2 separate regions of the Mus musculus genome follow, and region 2 is linked to region 1. The links are chromatin contacts, called in public promoter capture Hi-C maps. All regions are on one chromosome and are shown on one strand. The core of a region is the stretch at or near the end of the contact, and the rest is flanking DNA. Distances in the headings are between cores, read along the strand shown. Region 1 holds the start of Echdc3 (enoyl Coenzyme A hydratase domain containing 3). Region 2 has its middle 290 kb from the start of Gm30904.

What was found. Promoter capture Hi-C pulls out the DNA fragments that hold promoters and counts their contacts.
Region 2: a promoter capture Hi-C map of hippocampal neurons shows a contact between it and region 1, with 10 times the contacts expected there. The contact joins the enhancer-like site here to the promoter of Echdc3 in region 1. A contact is called at or near these places in 7 of 39 promoter capture datasets (the 3T3-L1 cell line, 3T3-L1-derived adipocytes, cranial neural crest and 4 more), 14 of 484 Hi-C or Micro-C datasets (3T3-L1-derived adipocytes, B cells, the C2C12 cell line and 8 more) and 3 of 115 datasets of contacts at active chromatin or transcription factors (astrocytes, embryonic forebrain and embryonic stem cells).

What each region holds. Positions count from the first base shown.
Region 1 is chr2:6,210,039-6,216,981 of GRCm38.p6, reverse strand. It overlaps Echdc3 (enoyl Coenzyme A hydratase domain containing 3), which reads left to right and starts at 3,988. Exons shown (of 5, transcript NM_024208.4): 1 at 3,988-4,191. The coding sequence starts at 4,022. The region is part of intron 1 of A230108P19Rik (RIKEN cDNA A230108P19 gene); the gene reads right to left.
Region 2 is chr2:8,636,236-8,643,516 of GRCm38.p6, reverse strand. No RefSeq gene overlaps it. Among named protein-coding and RNA genes, the nearest start is that of Gm30904, 290 kb to the right of the region's middle. Within about 2 kb of position 5,201, at least 5 of the 459 cell types and tissues checked have an H3K27ac peak or open chromatin away from gene starts, as enhancers often do. A contact at or near this core is called in cortical neurons and hippocampal neurons, where this site is marked.

The sequences.
Region 1 (6,943 bases), core at 2,739-5,238:
GCCTTTCCCAGTCAGCAAGTTGCAACTTTTTCTTTTTCCTGTCTCTTTTGCATGCTGGCCAGTTGTAAGTATGAATTGTTTTATTTGTTTTAGTTTTCAAGACAGGATTTCTCTGTGTAGCTTTGTCTGTCCTGGAACTCACTCTGTAGACCAGGCTGGCCTCGAACTCAGAGATGCTCCTGAGTCTGCCTTCCAAGTGCTGGGATTAAACATGTGCACCACCCCTGCTTGGGCATAAACCGGGGGTAAGTATGGTTTGTCTGATACCTTGTGGTCTCTTGCTCTTTGTCTAAACCCTGCCACATGGCTGCCTGCTACCAAGTGCTGATTCCTAAGCCAATATAACTCAACTGGCTTAGATCCTCACTCCTGCTTCCTTTCTCTATTCTCCCCTCCTCTAAGTGGCCAGCTTGCTTTGGGACTGTCGCCTTAAACTCTAATCAAACTGCCCTCAAGCTGAGAGAGATAGGCAGAGGGAGAAGGGGAGAGACAGCAATTCTGTATCGATCACTACACAGATCTCTACACGTTCTGAGCTTAATTGTAAGAACGTCCTTATTACAGTTAGTTAGTATGTGCATCTGCGTGTGCTTGCACACCTGCACATGCCACATCACACTTGTGGAGTCAGAGAACAACTTTCCGGAGTGAGCACTATACTTCTACCACATGGGCCCTGGGGACTGAACTCAGGCCATCAAGCTTGGTATCAAGCAGCCTTACCCGCTGAACCATCCCACCAGCTCTATGAGATAAATGTTATTTCCAAACCCTGTTTGACTTATGGAAAGAACTAAACCTAAGCCCATTTCAACTCGAATTACCAAACCCTAAACAGTAAGCATAAATAAGCTAAGCATAACAAGGCATTGTACTGAGAGGTGGCCCTGCCTGCCTGCCTGCCTGCCATTAGGATTGTTTGCAAAGATTCTGGATCCTTCTTCAAAATTCCCCCATACGCCTGCAGTTCCGTGTGGTAATGTGGCTTGCTTTAGAAATAAAACGTGAGAAAGGGGCATATCCATGAGGACATTTTAAACGCCTGTTCATGCTTTTCCTGTGCATTAAAATTCAATTTCTTCTCTCCTGCTGCCATGGGGTCTAACAAGTTCCCAGCAATGGCCTACTTGAGGGCAATGCAGATGTGATCCAAAGCCACCAGCTAATCTGTAGCAGACCCTGCCCTTGTGAGAAATGAGTCTCTGCTATTTGAATCTCTGTGTGTGTTTTTCTTGGTTTTGCTTTGCTTGAGGCAGGGTTTCACTACATAGCCTAGGTTAGCCTTGAATTTGTGACCTTCCTTGTTATTGTTTTTATTGCCTCACATATTTTGGCATGACTGTAGGATATAGGCTGTGTTAACTCTGCTTCTCGGCAGAGAGAGGGGCCCATTGGTTGCACCTGAGCCAGTTGGGTCCCTTTGCCTAGATAACCTGAGATAAACCACCTTAACTCAAGAAAAGGGTTCCCATTGCTCAGGATGTCAGAGCTTGGTCCATGGTCGTTTGGTCTGGTTGCTTATACCTTTTAGCATCGTGGCAGGAATGTCACAGGGAACATGTTCATCCAGGCTCCCTTTCAAAGGCATGTTGTCAGCTTAGCTTTCGGTACCTAGGCCTCATTTCTTAAAGGTTCTACATAGTAGATCCAGGGGTTGGTACACAAGCCGTTGATGCATACATAGGTTTGGCAAGGGAGACACTTCTAATCTAAACTTTAGCACAGAATGTCATTTCATGAAGCTGCTAAGATGTCCTTGTAAATAACTTTGTTTTTTAAAGTTACCCCAAAATGCCACTTATTTGTTTGTTTGTTTAATGTATGTAAGTACACTGTAGCTCTCTTCAGACACTCCAGAAGAGGGCTTCAGAACCCATTACAGATGGTTGTAAGCTGCCATGTGATTACTGGGAATTGAACTCATGACCTCCTGAAGAGCAGTCAGTGCTCTTAACCACTGAGCCATCTCTCCAGCCCCAGTACCTTGTTTTCAACATGTCGTTCTATATACTATTTCCAAGCCCTTCTTAGAATACAGGGAGCATTCTGTAGCAACAGCAGCACACCAGGCCACAAGAAACCCTGCGTGGTGTCCAGGCCTATCTGCCCTGACACTGGGATCTTGTATCTTCTCTGAGAGTCTACCAAAGAAAAAGGATCCCACTGCCTCTATCCTAGCTGAGGCTCTCACTATTCCATTCTCAGCTAGGGAAACCTTGGCTAGCTCTCTTTCCCATAATAATCACCTTCTTCTTCCCTTTCTCATAGGCTCTTCTTGCCCTACACTTGCCCCAAACCTTAGTCTGGCTGAAAGCTTGTTCTGAGCCACCTGGCCCCCCACAGACCTCCCCCTCTGGCACCCAACCTTAGCATCTGCCTGGTACTCTTAACACGCACGACCTGAAGGGTAACTCCTGCAGCTACCTGCTACTCAGTGGTCACATCACACCACCGAGGTCAGGGAGATCATTTCAAAACTCATAGGCCAGCTCTATCAAGGCAAGTCTAATTTATTATGCTTGCTTTGTAGCCTTCCATCCCTACGAGTCAAGCTTTAAAAACCCAGAGGTCAAGAATTGCAACCCTCTAACCAGCTGGATTCTTCTGGATTCTGGGTTTCTTCACAGAAACAAAGAATAATCTAGCTTTTTAGATAGAACAACAGTCAAGGAAATGGAGGGGTGAAGGGTAGTGGGAGAGTCTTCAATGATATTTTGAAATATCACCTTATACACTGTTTTGTCCTGTTATAAAGCTGAGGATGACAGCTTCGCAGTGGGCAGTGACGGTATATGCTTTTAATCCCGGCACTCACGAGGCAGAGGCAAGTGGATCTCTGTGGGTTTGAGGCTACCCAAGTTCCAGGACAGCCAAGACTACATAGAGAAACCCCGTTTCAAAACAAAAGGAAAAAACAAGCCCCTTGTGTGACTTTTTCTAGGATGACATCCACAGAGCAAAGAAACGATTCTACCCAAGGCTAGCTTAGGGAACCGGTAAGTCTACTGGGGTTACCTCTGTAGGTAGGGGTGAGGAGCTACTTGCAGGAGCACAAAAGACTCAAAGGCAGCTGCATGGATTAAAATCCCACAGCAGCACACATAAGACTCACAGAGGCTGCATCCCTGATGCCCCTTCAATGCCTTGCAGGTTGGTCATCTTATAGGACACCCTTGTAAATCTTTTTACTTTCTGAGATTTAATGAATGTATTGTATATACTGTATATCTTGTATATACTGTTATCCTTGCAGAACCCATTGGGAAAGAGTTCGGGCTCCTGGGATGGCACCTCCCTCTAGAAGCAACAAGATCTTAAGAGCTAAGATTATTTATTCTGTGTCTCCCACAAATACCCACATTTGCAAGAATTACCACACCGCAAGGATTTACTTAAAAGCCTTTCACTGTAGGATATGCCTCTCATCTAGCCACTGGGATCCTGAAACGGATTCCAGGCTTCCCCTGGGCGAATGTGGAAAGCCCAAGCTATAAATACCGGTCTCCCGCGTCTGCACGGGAAGATGCAAAACATTCAAAGTTATAGTAGGCTAAACACTCCTTGTGATCCAGGATCACCCACAAGGCATAGGAGAGTTTCCTGTGGGAGGCGTGGGCGCAGCAATGTGGTACATAGCTCCTGCCACTCATCACCGGATGACACTCATTTCACAACATCCGGCACATTCCTGGTGTCGCTACACAAAGAAACGAGCCAACCCAGTTCTCCCCTCCCTTAAACTCCTTCACAGCCTGACTAAATCAAACAAATCACTGGCTCTGGCAAATGAGTTTCATTCTGTGACCTACACCCAGGGCAGGGCCCCGAGCCCCTCCACCCCACCCGCCCCGCTCCACTAGTTTCGCAGCCCGGGTTTGGGGGCGTGGCTCCAGGAGAAGGACACCGGGGCAGGGCTTTGGGGGTGGGGCCCTGAAGGCGGGGCTCTGAGTGACCAGGTCTAAAAGGGAAAAACCCGAGGCCTAGGCTGCTTGCACAGTCAACCTTGCTTTTCTTGGCTGCAATGGCTGTGGTCGCAGGCCTTCGGGCCTTTGGGGTGAAGTGGCCCAGCTGGCTCAGGCGCAACCCATGGGCCCCTCTCTCCGCCGGCTTCTGCAGCCCAGGGTCAGCAGGACCTGCGGGGTCGGAGTCAGAGCCAAGGCTCACCAGCACGCGACAGCAGGACGGAATCAGGTCAGCCTGCAGGCAGTGCCAGGGCTCTCCCTGGAGTTGGGAGCCAGGACTCGGGATCAACAGGCCTTGCCGCCACTAATCCTGAGTTATTTGTCACTGTTCTTTTCGATTTCATCTCGAAAAGATGACATCTTTGGTGGAGGAATCCTTGCATACTGAGTTTACAGGTGTCCCTTCCCTGTGCACACTAATACGAGGCACATGTGAGGGTTGTAAGTGAAAACTTCCTGGTGGCCCCCTAACACGGCTACCGTGCCCAGTTGCCCAGTCGTTTCTGAACATTTCTGCTGGCATGAGCACACATCTATCGCAACAGCCGTTGCCATGACCTCCAAGAAAGCCTATCACAAAAGATCCATGCCCTTACAAACAAAATCAGCAGGCTCCAGGGTTAAGGGCATGCTGAAATGCAGGGTGGGGGAGGTCAATAAGTAAGGATACAGGGCACATGCCCTGATCTCTGCCCCCTTGTGCCACAAACCTAAAAGCCTTAAAGTTTTGTTTGAATCCGTGCACAACCTGGATGTAATGAAGACCCTTTTCAGGCCTGGGCAGCACAAGGCTGTGAAGAGCTACGTTTCCTTGTTTAAGAGCTACAGGTGGAGCTGTTTAAGTGATATGCCCCCTACTCCAGTAAATAGCTCTTCTTAACCCTAGAAGATCATGTTTCACTTTTTAATCCTCACCCAAACTTTTATGTGGTCCTCCAAAAGAATGGAGAGCCAACCTCTGGCCTTTGGCTCTCCCCACACCTCCCCTTCACCCTCAGACCTCTCTATTACTACAGCCTTTAAGGAGCTTAGCACACAGGTCTGCGGATACCCATCCAAGGTGCCCATATTCTGTCTGTCCCCTAACTCCCTACAGACAACCATGGGTGGCCACCACAGGGGCTAAGCATTGGTGGGGCTCAGTAACTAAAGAGCAATCCCATTTCCTGTGGACTCCTTGGCCATCAACAGAGATAGAAACACTCCCAAAGAGAGCCTTAGGGGGCTCTGAAATGTAGAGCCTTCCTTTCTGATTTTTTTTTTTTTTTTGAGACAGGGTTTCTCTGTGTAGCCCTGGCTGTCCTAGAACTCTCTCTATAGACCAGGCTAGCCTTGAACTCAGAAATCTGCCTGCTCCTGCCTCTGAAGTGCTGGGGTTAAAGGCGTGCGCCACCATTGCCCGGCCCTTTATGATTTTTAAAGAGAAGCTTCTAATACTAATACTATAGTCATAAGCTGGGTGTGGTAGCACAGGCTTGTAATCACACCACTCGGAAGGCTGAAGCAGGACAAACCTGAGTTCAAAGCCCTCCAGGACTACATAGCAAGTTCGAGACTAGCCTGGGCTGCATCCCCTCCCCCACCAAATAAAGTCTGCTCATATCTGCTCAGAAATTCTGGCAAGAGATGGAAGACTGAGTCCTTCAGAAGTAAACATGAATCGGGAATCAGAAGAGAAGGGTGATGAGACCAGTTGATTATAGATGATAGGAATCATGTATTAATATTCTACCTGAGCCAAGCATTAGAACAGTACTATGGTAAGCAGGGGGACTTGTGTGACTCGGTCACTTCAAGTCTCCCGTTTCAAACTGTGCCTCAGAGCAATAATGCCGTCCTACCGTGAAGACCAGCTATGAAATGAGAGCTGTGTCAGGCACTTGCACTCATTGTCCCTGAGTCACACAATGGCCTGCAAGATGTCTGTCACCCCTCTTTACAGATGAGAGTTAAGTTCAGAGATGACTGTCTGGAGGTAGTGAACCAGGAGGCTGAAAGAGATCGCCTCTGCCTCCCAAGGTGTTTCCCCCTCATGTGCCATCATGGCAGAGTGGGCCTATGAGACTAGTCCAGTCCTCTACAGTCCAGTAGAAATAGCTGTGAAAAACAAAAGTGGTATTTTAAAATGATGATCTTCGGATAGCTATTTGGACCACTTATAGGGACCATTATGTCTCTATAGGTGTCCTATGGGAGAGAGACCTCATCAGAGAGACATTTTTCCTTTAAATTCAGAGTACTGGTGAAGGTCTCTGCTTAAGGCACGCCACATTGAAACAGTCATGAGAGTGCTGAGGCTGGTGAGAGGCTGAGGAATTTCGATGTCCTGGGAAATCAAGGAGAGCTGCAGAGCAACATAAGGTGACTTTCTGGTTCCAGCTAGGGTGACAACAGCAGCTCAGAGGAGAGGGGTGCGTGGGGAAGGAAGGTTGCCCAGAGACCGTCAGAGCAAACACACAGATCTAGGGCTCTGGAGAAGGGCTTGAACTAGGGGGCATGACTGGGAGATCTCAGCACAGAGTGTCACAGAGGTGTCACCAGTGAAGTTGCCTGGGCAGTGTGCATGGAACAACGATAGGGCAAGGGATGGCGCTCCTGCCAGAGCCTGGGAGCCCAGCAAAGAAGGCACGAACTGACTAGAGAAGAAGGAAGCCCTGCCCAGAGGTGACGGCTTCCTAAAAGGGGAGTGGTGCAGGCCACAGGTGCATCTGGGTCTGGCAATGAGGAGATGATCACTGAGATGGATCAGTGGGGCGGTGGGAAGAGAAGTCCGCTTGTGAGAACTGTCTAACAGCGAGTCCGGAAGGATTAGCAGGATTCATCCGAACAGATACCACCAAACAGCAGACCGTGTGGGTTGGGATCTTCTTGTGCAATTTTACCTTAAGCTGATGTAAATACTGGGGTGGCAACTTCCGTGTGTATGTGTGTACTCTCACATGCACATGAGACATGTGTGTACGTGTACTCTCACATGCACA
Region 2 (7,281 bases), core at 3,952-6,451, 2.4 Mb before region 1:
ACATGGTTGAGGACCTAGCAACATGAGTCTTTGTAGGGAAGAAGGAAAGAGTAAGAAGCTGGAACAATCCCTCCCCAAATCTGTCTCTGAAAAAAATAACTAAAGAACTTGTGAGTCTTTAGCCTGGAAGTGGACTTCACAACCAACGGTGTGGACATTTTTATGCCAGCTTCCAGTCTCAAGAACTTAGGAAAAATAACCTCTGTTCACACACAATGCACTTTATGGAATTTCATACAGAAGCCCATAGTTAGACATATGGCCTTAGTGGGGCTTTTCAGAAAAGAAGTTGATGGATCTCATTGCTATGAGCTGTCCAATTATATTATAACAATACTTATAGGAAAAACATGCAGAGGTGAGCTAAAATATAAAAATATTGGGTAAAAATCCAACTGATAGGAGAAATAATAAAAGTATTTTGGTTGAATGTGGGATATGAAAGAGCACAGGCTTTTGACATATTTCGCACTTAGTGGACCGCAGGTGAGGGGGATGTGTCCAGAAGGAGCAGGGGGTAGAGGGGCTGAGAAGAGATGTCAATGAATATGATAAAGTTGAGATTCTATGAAGCATCTAAATAATGACATCAACTACAGAACTTGGTACCATTGTTTAGGTACTAGATGAGTCTGGACTGAAAATAGATTTTTCAAATCACTTACACTGTAGATAGCACTTGAACGATTAAGTTACTAGGCCTGAGTATCTTTCTGCAGTCATTTTTTTTTTTTTTGGCAAAGTTCTTGCTGTACTTGAAACTTTGGTTTACTTCTACCATCTTCTTTATCACAGAATTGCTTTCTCTCTGAAGCAGGCGCAGGTCTATGAACAACTGTGGTGTCCACTGATTTTGCTATGGAGGAGTGGCAGCCAGACTTCAAATGTTTGTTCTTATCTTGGTTACTCATTGAATGTCAACTGAAGTGTGAATAATAAGTCAATAATGAATATATGTATATATATATATGAATATATGTATGTATATATGCATATGTGCATGAATAATATATTTATTATTATTTAAATAATATATTTATTATTTATGAATAATAAAAGCAAGTTTCCTTTTACAGAGTAAGTTTGGACATAGATCAGGAATGAATCCTTCCATCTAACTTCTTCATTCAGCTTAAACCAGTTCTAACAGATATGATTTAAAAAAAAAATTACAAAAGAAACAGGTGTTGCTCAGGACTTAGAGACAAGGGAACCATCATAAAGACTGTCAAGGATGAAAATTAGTACAATCATTATGGAAAATGACATGGAAAATCCTCCAAAATTGAAAATGATGCTATCATATGTTCCAGCAATCCTTCCTCTGAATATACAGCTAAAAGAAATATCAGAAGAAAGCCGGGATGCCTGCATCCCCTAAGGTCTCTAGACACTGACAATAGTAAAGATTTGTGATCAACTTAACAGTCCATAGGTGGACGAACACATTAACAAAATATTTTATATTTGTCTTAGTTAGGGTTTCTATTCCTGCACAAACATCATGGCCACGAAGCAGTTGGGGAGGAAAGGGTTTATTCAGCTTACTCTTCCACATTGCTGTTCATCACCAAAGGAAGTCAGGACTGGAACTCAAGCAGGTCAGGAAGCACTAGCTGATGCAGAGGCCATGGAGGGATGTTCTTTACTGGCTTGCTTCCTCTGGCTTGCTCAGCCTGCTCTCTTATAGAACCAAGACTACCAGCCCAGAGATGGCACCACCCACAAGGGGCCTTTCCCCCTTGATCACTAATTGAGGAAATGCCTTACAGTTGGATCTCATGGAGGCATTTCCTCAACTGAAGCTCCTTTCTCTGTGATAACTCCAGCTGTGTCAAGTTGACACAAAACTAGCCAGCACAATACGCTTATACATAATTAATAACTATTCCTTATTAAAATATAACCTCATATGGTTTGAGACACTGTGGAGGAGCCCAAAGGTAATAAGGCTTAGTGAAGTAACTCAGACACAGAAGACAAATACCTTAAACAGTCATTTCTGTAGGTGATAGTTCAGCTGGAAAAACTGAACTCAGAGAAGAGCCATGAATGATTGTCTCCCAGGGGCTGGGAGTTTGAAGAAGTTTTAGATGATAGCAGAGGATCTAGGAGGAGAAGCATCTGCAGGTCTGTTATATGGGGGGAAGGCTGCTGATATTGATAAGCTATGATGAACTGGGAACTTGCTAGCAAAATGCACCTTAAATGTCATTAAAATAACTATTCGAGTGGAATGGTGATTTCATTAGCTTGATATTAGGCATTCCTCAGAATATATCCACAGCAAATATCTCATTTTACACTTTAAACTTTCAAGTTTTGGGGGGAAGTAGATTTTAAGAACGATTACAGAAAAATATATTGAGAGAAAGCTTTTTTAGAAGTTAAAGCTCCAAATAAACTTGAAACCCCTAAAAGCAGCATGCAACACTGTGACACATTTAAGTCTGGGTTCTAGGCACTGCTATAGGAACTCCTGGGATGGCAGATAATTTATGTAAAACATTCCTTTTTCCAGGCTTGGTGGTGTAGGTCTGGAATATCAGTTACTTGGGAGACTGAGGCATGGGGACTATATATTCAAGGCCCTCCTGTGGTACATAGTGAGTTCAAGACCAGTGTGAGAAACTATGAGATTCTTTTTCAAAATAAGAGAGGAGAGTGCTGAGGCGGTTTCTCACCAGCAGAGCTCCAGATTCTCAGCTACAAGGCTCTACTTCAATCCATAGCAAAAACACACAGACAGACAGAAAGACAGACAGACAGACAGATGAAGGGTAGGAGAGGGAGAGAGAGAGAGAGAGAGAGAGAGAGAGAGAGAGAGAGAGAGAGAGAGAGAGAGATTCAAACTATTGACGATCATTGGATGCTTTTAATCAATAATGTTATTTAGACACAGCTCTTATGACTAACCCACATAACCTACTAGCTTTGGCTAGAGTGGATCATGTAAGGAATCTCAGATGCTACTTTCAAGGACTGAGTACTGTTGGCATAATAATTTGCATCATTGCTTATTATCTCTCCATTGAGTCATCTTTGTAGTGATTTGAGTTCTTAGATGATTGTCAGCCGTAGAGCTTCTGGCTTCAGTAATCCCCGCAGTCCTTCACGTGGGTTTTTCATAGCAGCTTAAAACTATGATAGTTGATACTGGCCTCACTAATCCTGATTCTTATGCGATGTCTCTAAAGGTGGACATGCTGGCGAATGGCACTTGGGAGGCTCCTCTATCCACTCTGCTTTTTCTCACTTCTGGCCAAGCAAGATGAGTAATTCTATCCACACTTCCACTTCCAGGTTTATTTCCAATCCCTAGCGGCCACTAATGATATCACCATTTTATTGTCAGAATAATATTTAAAGACAACTTGGTTGCTTTTCAATGCCTCTCCCCTGAGAAGTTAATTACTTGGCTCTAACAACAACATAGATCTTGAAAGCATTACTTAATTCTCAGGTTTTATTTTTTGGGTTATTCATGCTTAGATTTTATATGTGCTGAACAATAAACTGATAGCTGAAATAATAGTTTCTTTTTTTTTAACTTTAATGGTTCTTAACTCTTAATACTCTAAATATATGGCTATATTCTTACTACACATCATTAGAAAATGGAATGAAGAAACAGAAAGTAGGGAGGTGTGAGAATGATGGGAGATTGGAGAGAGGGTGGGGTGTGGAGAGAGAGACCATGACTTTTCCCAAATGTTACATGAATATTTTTATTGCATGCTATCCACAACTTTCATTTCAAGCTTTCCTGAGCTAAATGGAATTCAGTAAATGATTCTAAACATTGATTGTCTCTCATTGATAAAATTTGATTTTTAAAAAGATTTATTTTCATTTTGTTTATGAGAGAGAGAGAGAGAGAGAGAGAGAGAAGGGGAGAGGGAGAGAAATAGAGAGAGGGGAAAGAGAGAGAGAGAGAGAGAGAGAGAGAGAGAGCGAGCGAGAGAGGAGAGAGACCAAGACAGATCTAGAGGCACAGAGGCATGTGTGTGAGTACCCATGGAGACCAGCAGAGGGCATTAGATCCCTTGAAGCTGGAGTTACAGGTGGCTGTAAGATGCCTTACTTAAGTCTTGGGAACTAAAGTTAGGTCTTATGGAAGAGAAAAACGTATTTAGCCACTATACTTTCTCTCCAGCCCAATAGAGTGTGTTTTCATTTCACCATTCTAAGAACTCCTAGCAAACTAAAGTTCTTTTCTTACTCACATAATTTTTCTCTTCCTTAAGAAGAGAGGCCCATTGAACTTGCAAACTTTATATGCCCCAGTACAGGGGAACGCCAGGGCCAAAAAGGGGGAGTGGGTGGGTAGGGGAGTAGGGGGGGTGGGTATGGGGGACTTTTGGGATAGCATTGGAAATGTAAATGAGGAAAATACCTAATTAAAAAAAAGATTAAGTGAGAAAAAAAAAGAATGTGTGTCTCATTTTATCTTTCATAAGAATGTAGCTGTGGGATGGAGAACAGTCAAATAATATTGGCAAAAGGGGGGCACTGACTAATCAGAGATAAATGAAAATTAACCTACTTTCTAACCCAAGAAAGACAGGAGCAAGTATGAGAACTCTAAAGAAGTAATGCCTCTATCTCTGTTTTCCTAAAATACAATGTGGAAAAAGATATGTGATAGTTAGGGTTGATGGTCATCTTGAGAGGCTCTGGAATCACGCAGAAGCCAACCTCCAGGAACCCAGGAGATCCTGTGTAGGAGGGAAGCAGTGCGGTACCATTTGAGTACTTAACATAGAGAGGAGGAAGCTAGCTGAGCAGGAAGAACCATTACTCTCTCCTTCCTCTCTGCAGATGCAATCTGACCAACTGACTCAAACTCCCAGCCCTGGGACATGTATTCCACACTGCCTGATGACAGTGTCCTCAGAGTGCTAGCCCAATTCATGTCTTTCTTCTTTAAGTTATTTTTCTCAGGGTATTTTACTACAGTGACAGAAAATATAACTAAGACAAGGAGTTACTATCCTTAGCAATTCTGAAATTTAAAAACAACCACTAGTCCTCATCTTTTATATTTAATATATTGAAATATGATTATTATTGATATTTTTCATCTTATGTAGTCAAAGGCACAAAGGAAATCTTTCTTCCAACATTGCAAGATAAACACCTGCAGAATGCATGAAGATCCTGCAATATCAGCAGAGGGCAGCAGAAAGCTTTTTCACTTGTTTGCTGCACAGCTGCCTTTATTTCTGCCGTTTTAACTTTGTGTATACAGCAGTCATTGAGTTGTTGAGCTGAATACGCGCAGAAGTGCATGGAATCTGTTTGATCTAAGTCCCCTCCTCTTCCCCGTAAGTTCTGCAGTAGCACACCGTGTTACAAGAGAAACATTCGCACGTTTAAAGCTTATTTGGTATAAACTATGAAATACCAAAAGGAAGCAGCCTTGCCTTTGGAGCTGCTTGCATTCTTAACATGGGAAACTCAAGTTTATGGGAACCATTCTCAGATCAGATAAGACGTGACTTTTTCCAGGATTCTTCTTTAGTGACTTTGCATTTACCAGTATGTGTATGTGCTAGACTAAGCCTGTTCCTGTTTAAAAAAAAAAAAGAATAGAAGTTTTACTTTCTCTAATGTCTATTTATCATACTTGTTCAAATATTCATGAGAAATATATGTTCCAGATAGAAAAAAAATTAGGTGTGTAAAAGATTTAGTTTTAATATTTCTCAAGTCATTCAACACTATGCTGTCTTTTATGACTGTAAAAGTAATTCTCATTGTCTTTTTTTTTATAAATGTCAGATAGAAAATTACATCTTGTATATTATAGAAAACGGCACTATTATTTCTTACTGTGTCATTTAACTCTCATCAAATCTATTGAATTCAACGAATGATGGCATTTTGGTTAGGATAAAGACTTTATGATGTTCTAGGATTGCTGCAGAGAGAGCACTGAATTAATTATTTGAAAATCTGTAACATGAGTGAGGGCAATGTTCAGCTGACCAGACAGCATGGGGTTTGGGTTCAGATGGCCAGCATCCACATTAGAGTAGGACATGAAAGAATGTGTCTGTAACTCCAGGGCTGAGGGAGCAGAGACAAGATGATACACTGAGCTCAGTGGCCAGCCATCCTGAGTGAACTGCTGAGTTGTGGCTCAGAGGATACCATAGACGACATCATAGTTTACCAAGGACAACATCCTCTAGCCTTTGTATCCACTGAGTCAAGCATATACATGCGAGTGCATCTGGATTTTCAGGTGCATAATCAGAAACTGAGTTGAATATCCACATTTTTCCCTGCTTCTTCACCATGGATCTAACGAGTCACCTCAAGCTCCAGCTACCTTGACTGTCCAGCCATGATGGATTATACCCTCAAACTCAGAGCCTAAATAAACATTTTTTTCCTTGAGTTGCTTTGATCATTTACTTTGTCCTGGTAATGAGAAAAGTATTTAAAAGAGCTGCCATCCTTAACAAACTTACTTTATTGTATTGAGTTATCAGTTTTTCCTTCAAAAATTAAAGTGGGCCTACTGATTACTAGTGTAGACAGCCTGTCCATACCTTAGGACACGGGACATGGGGACAGCAACCATTTATGTTGGTATTAGTGCTATGGTGATAAACAGCTAGGTAACAAAATGTAGCAGATGCTGCAGGGATGGAAAGTGATTTGTAGCAGGTAGCAAAAACAAGCAAGGATACACATCCAACCACACTGTTCTTGTCCATCTATTCAAAGGAACATTTAATTCCGAGCCAGTACATCTAATTTATATTCTCATTTTTAAAACAATCATTTGTTACTCTGAACCCCAGTTTTGCAATTGTCATTTTCTATGCAGAGTTTATCATTATTCCTCATCAGACTGTTAGTGTCTATGAGTTCCATGGTAATGGAACCTTTTTTGTTTCTGAATGGTAGCTTGTGTGATTGTTTTTACTCTCATAGTCAATCTAACTAGATGCAAATCCATTTTATAATCTTTTCAAAGAACAGTTTTTTATTGATTATCTCTATTATATTTATGTTAATTTTATTGACATCTGCTTTAATTTTGCATTTAAAATCTGTTTGCTTTGGGCTTCATATGTTTGTCCTCTAGATTTCTGAAGTGGAAGACCAACCTGGCAGTTTCAGCTTTTCTCTTTTTTTCTAGAACAGCATGTCCATTCTGTATTACCAACTGCCCGCAACACGCTGCTCTTGCTGCACCCCACCAAGGCTGATGGACTGCCATTCTTCTCTAGTTAGGCTTTGGGGCCAGAGAGTAGCTGGCAATAG